Linked DNA regions of Mus musculus: all the other regions are linked to region 1. A link is a contact called in public Hi-C and HiChIP or PLAC-seq data. All regions are on one chromosome and are shown on one strand. The core of a region is the stretch at or near the end of the contact, and the rest is flanking DNA. Distances in the headings are between cores, read along the strand shown. Region 1 holds the start of Wdr90 (WD repeat domain 90). Region 2 holds the start of Rnps1 (RNA binding protein with serine rich domain 1). Region 3 holds the start of Npw (neuropeptide W). Region 4 holds the start of Itpr3 (inositol 1,4,5-triphosphate receptor 3). Region 5 holds the start of Meiob (meiosis specific with OB domains).

The links. Hi-C and Micro-C count contacts between places; a contact is called where the count stands out from the background. HiChIP or PLAC-seq counts read pairs in DNA pulled down with a chosen protein or histone mark.
Region 2: a contact with region 1 is called in an H3K27ac HiChIP or PLAC-seq map of double positive thymocytes, with 3 times the contacts expected there. The contact joins the promoter of Rnps1 here to the promoter of Wdr90 in region 1. A contact is called at or near these places in 2 of 39 promoter capture datasets (liver and pre-B cells) and 1 of 115 datasets of contacts at active chromatin or transcription factors (double positive thymocytes).
Region 3: a contact with region 1 is called in an HNF4G HiChIP or PLAC-seq map of pancreatic cancer cells. The contact joins the promoter of Npw here to the promoter of Wdr90 in region 1. A contact is called at or near these places in 1 of 115 datasets of contacts at active chromatin or transcription factors (pancreatic cancer cells) and 1 of 9 other capture datasets (pancreatic islet).
Region 4: a Hi-C map of B cells shows a contact between it and region 1, with 7 read pairs. The contact joins the promoter of Itpr3 here to the promoter of Wdr90 in region 1. A contact is called at or near these places in 1 of 39 promoter capture datasets (the C10 cell line), 1 of 484 Hi-C or Micro-C datasets (B cells) and 1 of 115 datasets of contacts at active chromatin or transcription factors (pancreatic cancer cells).
Region 5: a FOXA1 HiChIP or PLAC-seq map of pancreatic cancer cells shows a contact between it and region 1. The contact joins the promoter of Meiob here to the promoter of Wdr90 in region 1. A contact is called at or near these places in 2 of 39 promoter capture datasets (liver and stem cell-derived epiblast-like cells) and 2 of 115 datasets of contacts at active chromatin or transcription factors (embryonic stem cells and pancreatic cancer cells).

Annotation. Positions count from the first base shown.
Region 1 is chr17:25,860,060-25,862,887 of GRCm38.p6, forward strand. Wdr90 (WD repeat domain 90) reads right to left here and starts at 1,456. Exons shown (of 41, transcript NM_001163766.1): 1 at 1,126-1,456; 2 at 848-1,024; 3 at 596-758; 4 at 313-483; 5 at 1-74. The coding sequence starts at 1,401.
Region 2 is chr17:24,413,230-24,416,057 of GRCm38.p6, forward strand. It overlaps Rnps1 (RNA binding protein with serine rich domain 1), which reads left to right and starts at 1,446. Exons shown (of 9, transcript NM_009070.2): 1 at 1,446-1,505; 2 at 1,812-1,933. D330041H03Rik (RIKEN cDNA D330041H03 gene) reads right to left here and starts at 1,284. Exons shown (of 6, transcript NR_033554.1): 1 at 1,083-1,284; 2 at 472-699.
Region 3 is chr17:24,657,137-24,659,964 of GRCm38.p6, forward strand. It overlaps Npw (neuropeptide W), which reads right to left and starts at 1,416. Exons shown (of 2, transcript NM_001099664.2): 1 at 859-1,416; 2 at 193-368. The coding sequence starts at 1,289. The coding sequence ends at 269.
Region 4 is chr17:27,055,852-27,058,679 of GRCm38.p6, forward strand. Itpr3 (inositol 1,4,5-triphosphate receptor 3) reads left to right here and starts at 1,453. Exons shown (of 58, transcript NM_080553.3): 1 at 1,453-1,823. The coding sequence starts at 1,735.
Region 5 is chr17:24,802,938-24,805,765 of GRCm38.p6, forward strand. Meiob (meiosis specific with OB domains) reads left to right here and starts at 1,445. Exons shown (of 14, transcript NM_029197.1): 1 at 1,445-1,475.

The DNA of each region.
Region 1 (2,828 bases), core at 206-2,705:
CACCGGGAAAGCCATTTCTCGAGGCATAGGGTTAACAGACAACTTTGCACGCCGGGCCTCAGTGACAGTGACAGCTACAATGAGCAGGACTGTTCTAGATCAAGGGACATTTGTCCTATCCCTTCCCACCCCAGGCAACATGCATTACCAAGTATCTGCCACTCCACCAACCAACCCACCCCAATGCTCTTCCTGGAGCTGGGAGCCCTGGTGCATGGCTCTCCTCTGAAATTGGTAAGTGGTTCTTATCTGCCAGCTAGCGGGAGGGTTCTAGCCTTCTGACTGGGATGGGGCATGAAGTGTGGGCCTCACCAGGGTCAAAGCACAGATCACTGGTGTAGAGGTTTCTGACTAGCAGGCTGGCACACAGCCTGATGCTCTTGAGATGACTATAGTGCCTGCCCAGGTAGAACATCAGGATGTCACGCAGGTCCAGCTGTAGGCAGGTCCAGCGGGCACGAGGAAGAGCTACACCTGCCAGGTCTGCAGGACACGTGCGAGGTCAGCACCTACCATTTTGTTGCAACCCCTCTCAGCCCCATCCCCTAGCTATCCTCAGGGCCACACAGAAGCACATGCCCAGTTGGGCCTGTACCATCCCGTTTTAGGCCTTCATTCAAGCCGTCCCTCTTGGACCAAATGTCACCACCTCTCCTGGGTGTCTTAGTCTCGAAGACAAAGGGGAACTGAAGCCACGTTGTGGAGGACTTGAACTCCTTAAAGAGGTTGGAGAAAGACACACGGATGACCTGGCCGTCCTATGAGGCAGAGCGAGGCCATTAGAAGGAGATTATGGCACGGTGGGAAAGCAGCAATAGACACCCAGCCCTCCTTCCAAGCTGGGCACCTCGGTGGACACGTCCAGGTGGATGACAAAGTGCTTGGTAGGCACAGGCCGGAAAAGCACATACAGGTACCGCCCAGTCAGCCCCAGAGACTGGGTGCTAGTTCTGGGGAGCTGGATGTAGTTGCTGGCAGATACAGACCCACGGATGCGATACACAGCGCTCTTCAGGACCTTGTCCTAGAAAGAGAGAGGTGCTGCAAACAGGCGCAAAACTGGAGGACAGTCACAGTGCCCACTGGGAGATTTCTCAGGAGCAGGAAGGACCCCGCGGCCAGTACCGTCACCACAGCCACATCTCCCTCTTTGCTGGACCGTTTCCACTCATCCACCCTGAAATGTCTGAATACATTGAGGAAAGGGTGCTGCCAGGCTGCAGAAGGGACGCCGCCTGAGCACCGATCTGGGGCAGCGCGCCGCGACCCTCCACCTCCGCCCGCGGGACGGGCTTCTGCACGAGGTCCAGTCACTGACGCGGCGGGGACCTCGGACCCGGGACTCCCGGGACGCGAGCCCTGACGACAGCGCGTCTCGCGCGCGCCGCTACCTCCGGCCATGGCGCTACAGCTCGCGCTTCCCGCCTCAGCTGACGCTGTCTTACGCAAAACACATAGCACGGCGCCTAGCAACAGCCTCCTGGCAACGCGCGTCACTTCCGTCGCCGCTGCAGCAACGCACAAATATCCCGCTGCTGCGTGGTCCTGGGCACCTAGCAGGCCCCTAGGTCTTGCGTGGGCTCGCCCTGCCCACTTCCACCGCTGTTGCCTCCTGCTTGGGGCTTTGCGGCCTCGCCCAGCCGGGGCCTCAGCACTGTGCAGGGAACTGTGCTAAGTAGCCGTGGTCGCTGACTCTCTCAGAGGCCTCCGGTTTTGTTTTGAGAGCTGAACCTTTTTTTCTGTATGTGAGCCAGAAAGGTCATGCTGAGACCTGTCCACATCCACGGTCCACCCAGGCTGGGCCTCATCTCTGCTTTCTAACTGTGTGGAGGTATCTGATCAGCATCCAGGGTACTCTGGGTCTCCCTGCTTCAGGAGAGTAAGGTCCCTGTGCCCACTGGGGTGCAGCTTTCAGATAACCACATCACCACAGGTTCAACATATACCCAAAGACCCTTGAGGCATTTTCCCAGTATACTACAGCAGACCTCCAGCTTGAGAGAGAAGGTCCTGCAGTCGAGGGCTAGGATTCTATTCCAGCTAAGTCCTGGTGGAGAATGGACTTTGCCTCCCAGACATGCTCTGTCTTCTCCTAAGGATTAATCCTGTTAACTAATGCACTGGGTTCCTTGCTCAACTTTTTTTTTTCCCTTTTAGACGGAATCTATGTAATCCTGGCTGTCCTAGAACTTGCTATGTAGATCAGGATAACTTTGAACTCACAGCTCCAGCCTCTGTAGTTCAGGGATTAAAGGCCTGGGCCAGCCATTCCCTTCAGAGGCCCTTCTGCAAGGTAGCTGACCTTATCTCTAAGAGCAAAGCTTTTCTTCTTCCTTCCCCCACAGCAGTTTAGAACATTTATAGCTGCCTGCCTTGGGGTTTTCCCTTTAAAGGCTAATAAATTCCCAAACTTCTATTTCAGTCTGGTTTTGTCCTTGAGCTTGTTTGTGGCCATTCTCTTTCTTGTCTCTTTCTGTCTGTCTTTTTGAGACAGAATATCTCTGTGTAGTCCTGGCTGTCCCAGAACTCACTATGTGGGAGCAGGCTGGCCTTGAACTCAGAGATCCTCCTGCCTGGCCGTTTAAAATCCATATATTAATGAAACTTAAGAACCCCAAGAGGGGACCTTGATTTCTCCAGTATCACCAAGATTTCTTCCTTTTAATTCTTTAATCGGCAGAGAAAACAAACTCTTTCCTATATCTCACTCCAGTATCACCTGGGTCTTGGGTCTGACTTTGGCCATTGTCAAGAAAAAGAGGTAGTGGATTCAGATGAGACAGCTTGAAACTACATATTTCCAAAATGAGCTGGTCAAGGACCTCATC
Region 2 (2,828 bases), core at 196-2,695, 1.4 Mb before region 1:
ACATGTAGTTTCTTAGAAAGCTACTGGCTCTCAGCCTTTCTAGTGTGAATAACCCAGACTGGATGATGTAAGTGAGGGTCATCGTTTATTTGTTCCGTTCCACCAGAGAACAGCTAGCATCCACTTACCACTCATGTCTGACCACAGCAGACACAACAGCAATGCAAGAAAATCAGCTTATCCCTAATATCCTATACATTAAATAATCTTAAATCCAACAAGGGTACCAGACCAAACTGTCTAGATCTGCTAACCCCACCCCAAAAAATGAATACCTCAGGAAAGCAGACTTCAGAAGCAGGCTCCTCTTCCTGACTGTCCCACAGGACACACCCAGCTCCTTGGACCGAGATAATCTCTTCTCTCCATCTCTCCGGGATCACCAAAGTGCACATTGGCCACTTTCCTATCTTTCACAGCAATATGTAATCCAAATCTAAGTCACCTTTGTACCTTCCTCCTGAAGCTCACCTTAGCTCTGTTCCTCTTTCTTCGTTCCTGCCTCAAATCTACTTAGATAACCGCGGGGATTGTGTGCATATCCCTTTCTTCCGCAAATAACGGAGCAAGAATGTGCTAGGCAAACCGGGCGGTGGCGCTCGTCTTTAATCCCAGCAGTTGGGAGGCAGAGGCAGGCAGATTTCTGAGTTCTAGGCCAGCCTAGCCTGGTCTACAGAGTGAGTTCCAGGACAGCCAGGGCTACAAAACAAACAAACAAACAAACAAAAGAATGTGTTGGCAAAGTCGGGAGGCGGGGCACTACGGCGGGTGCTACTCTTTAGCCTCGTGCAGAGACCAGATCCTCTATGTCCTTGCTAAGAAGTTACTGACGTAACCCCGGTATAGACTAGCGTGCCTCTTCTTCTCCCAGCGATCCTGAACGCCTTTGCTGTTCCTTCTGCCCCACGCATTCTTGTCAGAAATGTCTCCTGGGAGAAACCTCCTTCAACATTTCCTCAAACTTTTTTCCTTTCTGGCCTCATCGGCCGCCCGCTACACCCAGTCAGCTGTATCCCACCAGCACAGAGACCATATCTATGCAATCACCACTAACTACCAGAGACTTGACCATAGGAACTCACCGTCCGTACCAGCCTGTCCCTTTACTACAATAACGCGGCCTCAGCAGGGTGCCTTAGATCCTAATGACAGCAGAGGCAACCCGAGTAGCTCCATCCACACAGATCCGGTAGGCGCCAAAGAGCACAAACCTCTGGTGCCGGTCAGCCAATCATCGCGCGCTTCAGAATGAGCAAAACAAGTCCAGGAAACTTTAGACCAGTCGGGGAGGGGGGGCGGGGGGGGGGACCGTAGGCGCTACGACGCTCCGCCCACACACAGTTGCTGTCCTTTAGTCCTCCACCGCTAACTTGCATTGGCTGAGTGTGCTTACGTCATCGTCGCGCGACGACGGCTGCGCCTTCCCGCTTCTCACCTCTGACGACAAAGTTGCGCCGGCGTCCTGGTCTGAGAAGAGCGGGAGGAGGTGGCGGCCTTGGGAAGATGTAAGTCGGGGTAGGAATCCGGCTGCATCCGACCTCCGGGGACCTTCTGCCAGGCTTGGCGGGGCGCATCGTGGAGCCGGTTGCGTTCCTCAGTGCGGCAGAGGCCCGCCGGCGAGGAACAGAGCCCGAGGAGAGAGTGTGGTTCAGGTCGGGCGGAGTGGGAGGTGTCGAGGCCGCGGCCCGGAAGTGGTCGAGGCGGTCACCGACGGAAGGGTGATCCCGCACGGTTCGCTCGGCGGCGACCCGCTTTAGCCTGCAGGACTCCAGCAGCTGCGAGCCCTGCCGCTTCTCTTGTTTTCTTGTCAGGCTGGAGACCTAGGCTCGCCACACCGGGCCCGACCTGAGTAGTGAGTGGAGAAAGAGGGTGGGAGGCGAGGTCGATGTCTGTGGCCGGAGCGGACGGTGCAGATTGCGAGCCGGCCTAAAAGGTTGGTTTCCTTTAAAGATCTCTTTCCACGAGTGTCTGTCGGAATCCAGTGTGCAGTTCTCAGTTCTGGGCATTGAGGATCCGTCCTAGGATGGACCGAGCACGGTTACGGAGCTCAGCGGGAGAGGATATGGGAAGGTTATGGTTGATGGTAGAGACGTGGTGGAGGCTTGCTTTCTCTACCTTGTGTTACTTCGTAGGCACTGTGTCTCCGATGTGCTTTTATATGTAGAGAGTGCTTTCAGATTGCCAAGACGCCCTCTGCTCGAGATTTAACCATTTGTTTTCTCCTCTCTCTGACTGTTGGACGCACACCTTTCCGGAGGATGGGAGAGGTGACCAAGGTCCTGAGCTGTTACCTGAGCTTGAGTGAACAGAGACCCTCACCTTTGCTTTCTAGCACTCGACCACACCCAGCAAAGAGTTCGCTTACGCCGCAGTTCATAATTTGTAGACTGCTTAACAATGGGTTCTGCCTGTTTCATAAAGTACATTCCAGCAGGTCGGGGTGCGGGTGCACAAGGGTGATCTCTACCCTTTGTCACTGGTATGAAGCACTTGAATAGTAACCCAAACCCCAAAAGTACATACCAGATTTAAATGACTTAGTATAGAAAACCCACAAGAAATTTAGTAATTTTATGTTGATTATATGTTACAAAGGTAATGTTCATTTTGTTAAAAACTAGTTTTGGGACCCACACACTGCCTTTAATCCCAGCACTCAGATGGCAAGTCAGAGTTTGAGGCTAGCTTGATCAACCTAGGCTAGCCAGGGCTGCCTAGTGAGACCATGTTTCAATAGGGGGGAAAAAGCCTTTAATTTTGGACTGTCAGTACTTGTGAATGGTAGAGGTCTTGTTGAGTATACTGGGCTCAGTGTTACTTCGTGTAGC
Region 3 (2,828 bases), core at 166-2,665, 1.2 Mb before region 1:
CGGAGGAAGCAAGCCAAGGCCCCGGAAGCATCTCAGCTTTGCTCTCCGCACTGTGTCTGTCCCTAAGGACAAACGGATGAGCTGGTCTGGTCAGGGAGGGCTTCCTGACATTTGCCAGGGCGTAGGCGCGCAGCTATGTGCGCTCTGAAGCTAGATGCTAAGTACACAATGAGAAAAAGGGTCACACGCGGGGGCGCAGGAATCAGGTTGGTTTTATTGACCAGACCACGAGGCCTGACTGGAGCTTCAAGCTGTGCTCCTGCCTAGGTCAAGCATGGGGGCGCCATCGGTTCTTGGGCCTGACAGGATCGGCAAAGATGACTTGCTGCAGGAACCATGGCTGGGCACGAAGCGTCTCTCCGAAGGCTCTAGAAAGAACAAAGCAGGACTCTAGAGACAGGGGCAAGGCTCTCCATTCTGTCCTCAGGTTGATATGGAAGGAACTCTGGGAAATTCTCCTAACGTGATGGGAAACAGAATGGGTAGGGGGGGCGTAGTGGCCCACACATGTAAAATCAGCAACCAGGAAGATAGGGAAGCATAATATCAAAAGGGGGGGGCTGGAAAACAGGGTATAACTCAGTAGGCAGAGTGCTTGCTTAGCATATGTGACGTCCTGGGTTCCATTTCTAGTACCACGTAAACCGAGTGTGGTGGTGCACACTTGTAATCCTATCACTTGGTATGTGGGAGAAGGATCAGGAGGAGTTCAGCCTGAGCTACAAGAAAAAGGGAAAAAACAAAAACAACAACAACAAAAACCCACCAGTACCCATAGGCTCGCGGTCTTGTGTGGTCTAAGACCCCTGGAAATTCCCTTGCCAGATGCCACGCCCACCTCCTCTCTTTCCTACTTACCTAGCAGCGGGCTCCTCTGAGATCCAGGAGTGAAGGCTTAGCGACTGCTCCGGTTGGCGGACTCCCTCCAGGTCCCGCGGACTCCAGGGTGCATGGACGGGAAGCCCTGCAGGTGAGCTCCTGCTTCGTACCTCCCACAGCTCCTGCCCTGAGGAAGGAAGCAGGAGAGCGCCGCGGGCGACCGGTCCTGGGAGCCGGGAGAGGGGTCCAGCAGCCCCGCCCAGGGCACGGCGCCACTGGTAGGGCGAGCGGCGCAGCCCCATGAGCAGCCCGGAGGCACGACCCACTGTGTGATAGCGGGGACTCGCCACGTGCTTATACCAGGCGCTGGCGGGCAGCGGTAGCAAGAGCAGAAGCAGCAGCAGGGGCAGCAGGGGCCGGTTCCTGGGAGTCCCGGGCCCAGGGCCCCGCACTTCTCTGTTAGACGCCAGCGCGCTCACGTCAATTGCCCCTTGGAGGGTTAGGACAAGAACTGGGTTTATGTCTCCGAGAACGAGAACGTCGGAGCTCCAGAGGATGGAGAAGACCAGTCAGTTGGTGCGACTACAGCCTTTCAGTGGCCCCGCCCCGGATCGCCCCCGCCGCACATGTCGCACTCACCCAAGGGAGAGGAGGATGGAGAGGGAGGTGAAGAGGGAACCCAGGCAGCTAGAAGCCTCTCAATGAGTAGTTCGCAAGCTGGACTGTGTTTGAAGCTCTAGTGGGGGATCTCCTTGCTTACTCTTTCCTCGCCCCCAGAAAGGGAACTGTCAAGGAGGGAGTTCCGGTACCACGGTCTCAGAATACAAGAATGGGCTGCCAGGGGCAAAAGGATGCCCCCTTGGTAGGAGTTGCTTCAACTGGAGCACTTAAGGAGAGGAGACAGCAGAGTTCTGGTGGGCTAGCATAGGGCAGTTTTGCGCGTGGGGCCACTCTTCCCTGAGGGCTGTACCTCTTCTTACCTAGTACAGCTCCTGAGATCCCACCCAAACCCAGTCTGCACTACAGGTAGCTTAATACTTGGAGACCTTGAGCTTGGGGCTGAGGCATGGGAACACGTTCCTATCATCCCAGCATGGATCTTGAGTTCAAAACAGCCTGATTATGTGACCCTAGCTCTAGGAAGAAGAAGGAAATCAAAGAGATGGGGGTGCGGGGAGCTAGGAAGGCAGGAAAGCAAGCAGGCAGGACAGTTTGGCCACATGAAGCCATCCCTGTGGTTTCTGGAGAGCTAGAATGTTAAGAGGTTCCTCCTGGAACCCTCAGCCCCAGGAGGCTTGACTGGGCCCTACCAAACTCCAGAGCCTCCTCTGTAACAATATCTTGGCACAAGACCTCCTCCCCAGCCAAAGTCAATCAGGGGAAGGGCTTAGCCCCACAGCAGGTGACTTGTTCACCTGTATATAAGAATATTCCAGTTGGGCATGGTGGCGCACTTTAATCCCAGCACTTGGGAGGCAGAGGCAGGTGGATTTCTGAGTTCGAGGCCAGCCTGGTCTAAAAAGTGAGTTCCAGGACAGCCAGGGCTATACAGAGAAACCCTGTCTCGAAAAACCAACCAAACAAACAAACAAAAAAAGAATATTCCTCCCTTATCTCTTTTCCTAGCAAATTTCTATAAACTTCAAGACTCCACTAAAATGGCTTTAGTCACCTCACTCCTCTAGCACTTACCCACTAAGACATCCCTCAAGCCTCTAGTTGAGAAGTTCTCATACAGCCCGGACTGGCCTTGAGCATGCTATGCAGCTAAGAATAACTTTGAACTTCTGACCCTCCTGTTTCTACCTCCAGGGCTAGGTTTATAGATACAGGCCACCATTTCCAATTTGAAACACCTTATTTTGATCTTCAAACCAAAGGAACCGCCTGTTCCTATGGGAGCCCTAGTCTTGGAGAGAGCAGCCTGGAGAGAGGAGTGGGCAGGAGGCTCAGCATGACATCGCCCACTGCCTGGCCACTTAGGTCCCCAGGAGCTGCTGCGCACTCCA
Region 4 (2,828 bases), core at 203-2,702, 1.2 Mb after region 1:
CCACTGAGCCATCTCACCAGCCCCTGTTTTGATTTTTTAAATTAATTAATTAATTTTTATTTTATGTGCATTGATGTTTTACCTGCATGTATATCTGTGTGAGACCATCAGACCTCCTGGAACTGGAGTTACAGACAGTTGTGAGTTGCCATGTGGGTGGTGGGAATTGAACTTGGATCCTCTGGAAGTGTAGGCAATGCTCTTAACCACTCAGCCATCTCTCCAGCCCATTCTTACATTTATTTGAGGCAGACTCTCACGTGCCCTAGGTAAACCTCGAACTTACTATGCGACCTTTAACTCCCAGTCCTCCTGCCTCTACTTCCCCATTAAAGGCTTGGCTAACCACTACCACCAGTTCTAAGGGTCTTGGTAAAAATCCCCTGCACTCAAGAACTCTCGGTGCAGGTCAGCAGCTGTCTCACGGCTGGCGGCTGTCTCCACCCCTCCTGGGTCTCTTCCTGCTTCTGTCTCCAGTCCCCTCCTCCTTTTCTCCCAGGGACAAACGCCCCCATCCCCGCCCCTCAGGAAATAAGGGGGGCTGGGTGGGAGGGAGCAAACGTGACCAAAGGGGGTGGTGGTGGCGCATTCTTATCTCAGGAGTTCAAACCAAAGCTCTAGGAGGAAGCAAACGCCCAGCCTCCGTGGCGCAGAACAGAAAGTAGTCAACTTGGCGATGAGTTTGAGGGCTGAACTTTGTGAGCAAGGGCCCGCTACGAGAACTTGTTTCAGTGGGCGCTGGGGTGCACTATTAACTAGAGGAGGTAATGCTCTCCCCCTCCCAGTATTATTTATTTATTTTAAAGCAAAGACAGAAGGAGCCAAGAGAAACTGGAGCCAATTCCTCCTGGAGAGGGAGCGGCTGAACTGATTCGGAAGTTGGATCTCTTTGTACACAGGAATGTGGGGAGAAAGAGAGTGAGAGAGAGAAACCCCAACAAGGACAATTAAAAAACAAAAAACAAAAAAAAACCCAAACCCACCCCATTGCTTCATTTCCCCTCCAAGTCAAAGCACTTTCTATTGTGCAATGAAAAGACTTTTCATGTTGAGAGAAATGAATCCTGATTTGCAACGCTAAGGGCTTGAGCGCGCATCCAGGCGCAAGACGGTTCTCAGCTGGGCGCGGTTGCCGCAGGGTGACCGTGGCCAAGTTCCCGGTGTGCTCAGCCACGCGTGGGCCGCAGGCTAGGCGAGCTGGGGATCTCCGAGGGTGGAGAGCCCCGAAGTGCAGCGCGGTGCTGGTGGACAAGCCGTCTAGAGAACGCCCTAGAGCCTGGGGGTCGTCCGGTGGCAAGCTGGGCGCTTTAGGGGGTGCAGGCGTGCACGCGCGCGGTGTAGAAGAGGCCGAGCCTGGGGCGCGGGTGCACGTGGGAGCCGCGGCGGGGGCGGGGTGGGGTGTGGCCTCCCCGCCTCCCAGGCGGGATTTGCATGTGTGTGGCGGCCCCAGACTTCCTGCTCCTTCCAGGCTGCAGGTACGCGCGGGCCCGGCCGGGCTGGAGGGCTGCGAGCGCGCAGAGACGCAGGCACCTCCTCACCCGGACCCGGGTCGCGCCGCGCCTCCTCGCTCTCTGGTGGCAGTCAGCCTACTCCTGCCGTCCCGATCGTCCGGGTCGCCGGGCTGCGAGGTGGCACTGCGCCCCTCTCCGCCCAGCGCGCCTCAGTCCTCTGCACCGAGCCTGGCAGCTCGCTTCAGGGCGACCTCGTCGCCTCGAGCCCCGGAGGGCCGAAGCCATGAATGAAATGTCCAGCTTTCTTCACATCGGGGACATTGTGTCCCTGTACGCCGAGGGCTCTGTCAATGGCTTCATCAGCACTTTGGGGTGAGTGAGCCTAGGGCAAAGAGAGGGGCATCGGGACCACGGTACCAGCTGCTTGTTTGCCAATGTTCAGTCCCCTGAGCCCTTGATAGAGGCTTGCTTGGACAGCCCAGTCTCCAGAAGCGAAGGGACGCTGGCACCCCTCTCTTAGAGAAAGGAAGTGCGTTGTTTGCTCAGGTAGTAGTCGGGTGCCCTGGGGAGTTCTAGAAGGCGTCAGCGCCCACGAAGCCCGCCACTTCTGGCACACTCTTTTTCTTAACTCATGGCTGAGGGGTTCGGACTTCCTCTGCAAGTGGTCCTCGGGTTATGCAGGTGGCTGGGGCCTGAGTTGGAGAGGGCCTGGGTGTTCTTGTTTGGGATTCGGGGTGGGGTGCTAGGGTTGGCTCAGCCTGAAGCCTGGCACTCACCTCTATAGCCCCATCTTGAATCGGTTTATTTAATTATTTAATTAATCATTTAATTTATTTATTTGGAGAGGTAGCATCTTTTCACTCTCCTTGTGCCCCATCTCCTCTTCAGAGTGTTTTCTTTACCCTCCCTGTCCAGGCAGTCCAGGTCTTGGCCAGCTGGCCCCCCTCTCACCGCCACCCCCTCCTTGTCAATTTCCTGTGTAGCTACTCTGGCGCCCCTGGGTCCCTGGTCCCAGGTTCTCTAGAGCACTTTACAAACATTAATTAATTCTGGCTGTCACCCCCCGGGGTCTGGGCTGGATAAGCAGGGAATTGATTCCATCCCATGCTGGTGCCAGGCCGGTAGCTGGGAGAGGTTAGAATCCCAGTATCTTTTTGGATAGACCCTGAGCACCTCGTTGCTGCAGGGATGGAGGAAGCGCACAAGCCCGGATCTGGTCTTTCTGTCCCATTTTCGGGCAGGTGGGGTGGTAGTGGCTAATGTTCTGGTATCTCACGTTGTCAGCACCATCCAGCTGCTGGCAGGGTGACTCCTCTCTGGGGGCTTTGGAAGTGTGTCAGGAATTCTTTCAAAGTTAGCCCTGCAGGTGGGAGGCTC
Region 5 (2,828 bases), core at 195-2,694, 1.1 Mb before region 1:
ATGCAGTTTTCTTTTGTAATATATGTTAACATATGGCTGCTTAATATTTGTCAGAGAAACCGAAAAAAAAATTAAATAATACTAAATGTTGACAAATTTAATAGATTTAGTGATAGGACCTTAACTTACTTATTTCAATAAGTACTTCATTAATGAAAGTCAGAGTAAGATTTTTATATGGTAGTAATTTTGTTTGTTTGAGACAGGTTCTAGATAGTCCAACTTGGCCTTTTTTCTTTTTTTTTAGGTCTTCATGAGCTGAGCTACTCATGATCCTGAAACACATGATTCTCCTACTTCAATCTCTGAAGTTCTAGACCAGCCTGGTTTACAAAGTAAGTTCTAGGACAACAAGGGCTGTTACACAGAGAAACCCTGTCTTTTTTGTTGTTTTGAGTCAGGGTTTCTCTGTGTAGCCCTGGCTGTCCTGGAACTCACTCTGTAGACCAGGCTAGCCTTGAACTCAGAGATCCACCGGCTTCTGCCTCCCAAGTGCTGAGATCAAAGGCATGTACCACCACCTCCTCCTGAAAACCCTGTCTTAAAAAAACAAAAGCAACAAAAAAATTAGTATTATCTATTTTAAGCTCAGCATAATGGCTCATGTCTTTAATCACAGAACTTCCAAGGCAGAGGCCTCTGAGAGTTCAAGGTCAGCCTGGTCTACATAGTGAGTTCCAGGACGGCCAGAACGACATCATAAGACCCCGTCTTAACGTCCCTGCCCCCAAATAGTATTATCTATTTTATATAATACTGTGGTATTTTCAAATAGTATTATTTTACATAATATTATATGTGTACCTCCTGATATATATGGTATGTGGTAAAACCAGGGAAACTCCTTTAATAAGAGCATCTGGCCATTTCCTCTTCCACAACCCTATCGGTTTTTATATCCGTGTCTTCCTTCAGTTCACTTTCTGCTCTAAATTAAGAATATTTCACTTAAGGTAACTTTGTGCTTTCTCGGAGACGTGTGCAATTATAAGACATTTATGAGGGTTGCTCAGTGGGGACAGCCTGAGACCCTAGTCAGGATCCCAACCAGAGAACTGCGGCAAATGCCTAGCCTGCTTCCTTAGCGACTTCCCCCTTTCACTAGCTCCTGTGCGGTGCGTGGTCGCCGCTCCTGTCTTCGAGTGACCCCGAAATTGGCTTTTCTGGGTCAGTACCTACGGCCGACTTGGCCTCCACCACCTGAGTCCTTAACAAAGTTCTCCAGTCCAAGGAATGGGTAGTGCCTCTCCCCTAACCGTGAACACGTGCGTGAGACCCGCGGCCATAGGGGCGGAGTCCACAAGCGCTGGGGGCGGAGTCAGTGGGGGCGCGGTCAGTAGGGGGCGGAGGGGGCGGGGCTCGAGCTAACGGTCGGGGACTCCAGGCGGTTCGCCCACCGGGCTGTGGGAAGGCCTAGAGCGTGACCGGCGTCAGGTGGAACCCCGTGGGTCACCTAGCGGGCCCGGAAGTATCCGGTGAGCCGCGACCCAGACTGCCTGTTTCGGCATCCGGCCGGCGGCGCGGGACCGCGCTCCGGTTCTGAGAGCTGGTGCCTGAGCTGAGGGGAAACTCGCGCGGGGTCGCACGCGCCGACGTCCCCAAGGTTCTCCGCGGTGCGCGCGGCCCTCGGTCTGTCAGGTCCCTTCCAGTCAAGACTCACTCATTCGTGTCTCTTCTGCCCTGCCCGGTTGCTTCTTGTCAGGTTCTACCCTGCCTGTCCACTCCTGTCAGCTCCCTCCCAGCCCGTCCATTTCCTGTCAGGTTTCTCGCTGTCACGGTCCCAGGTTGTTAGTGTCCCAGGTCAGCGTGTCTCTCGAGGTCAGAGCCGTACTGTCAGGTTCCATTCCGGCAGATGGCTCCCATGGAGTTGCTTACCCTCCACATCCTCACCCTGTCAGGCTCCCCAGGACAAGAATGAATCCCGTAGGCAGGCAGGGGTGGTTGGTGCACTCCTTTAACCCCAGGCATGCAAGAGGGGAGGCAAAGGCAGGCAGATCGTGGAGTTCCAAATCAGCGAGTTCCAGGGCCGCCAGAGCAACACAGAGAATCCTTGTTTCGAAAAACAAAACAAACAAAATTCCAGAGACAGGCCTTTTTAGTTGTTTGTTTGTTTGTTGAAACAGGCTCTCCCTACGTAGCTCAGGTTAACCTTGAACTTGTGATTCACCTGCCTCTGCCTCCTGTGTTTGGATTACAAGCCAGCACCACTCCAAGCATCAGAGGAAATGGAGAAAAATGTTCTCTTTCTCCTCTCCCTGCTTACCTTTCTCTTCCTTTCTTTCTCCTTTCCTCCTTCCTTTTCATCTTCCCGGAATTGTCTGGTTCTTTCTTTCCTTTCAAATCCTTCCTCCATCCCTCCCTTCTCGAGACAGGGTCTCAGGTAGCCCAGGGTGGCTTCAAAAATTCACTATGTAGCTGAGGTTAGCCTTGAACTCTTGATTCTCCTACCTTCACTTTCCAAATGCTGAGATTGCAGGTATATGTCACCATATCTAGCTGGAAGAGAGGTTTTAAGGAGGAAGGGAGCCTGTCAGTTCTCAAGGATAGGGACAGGATATATCAGAAGCCTACATGCAGTATGTATGTATATCATATAGGATCCAGGAGGATAGAGTATGTAAAATATATATACATATATAATATGTTATATATATGTTAAAACATCTATATAAAATGAGTAAAACATATATAATACATATATTCCTACAGATTACTTTCCCTGACCTCATGTCCCACTTGTTTCCCCTTACTTCTACCTATAACACCCCCTGGTTACCACTGTTCTTTTCATTATATCCAGGATTTTGCCTTTTCCAGAATGACACACA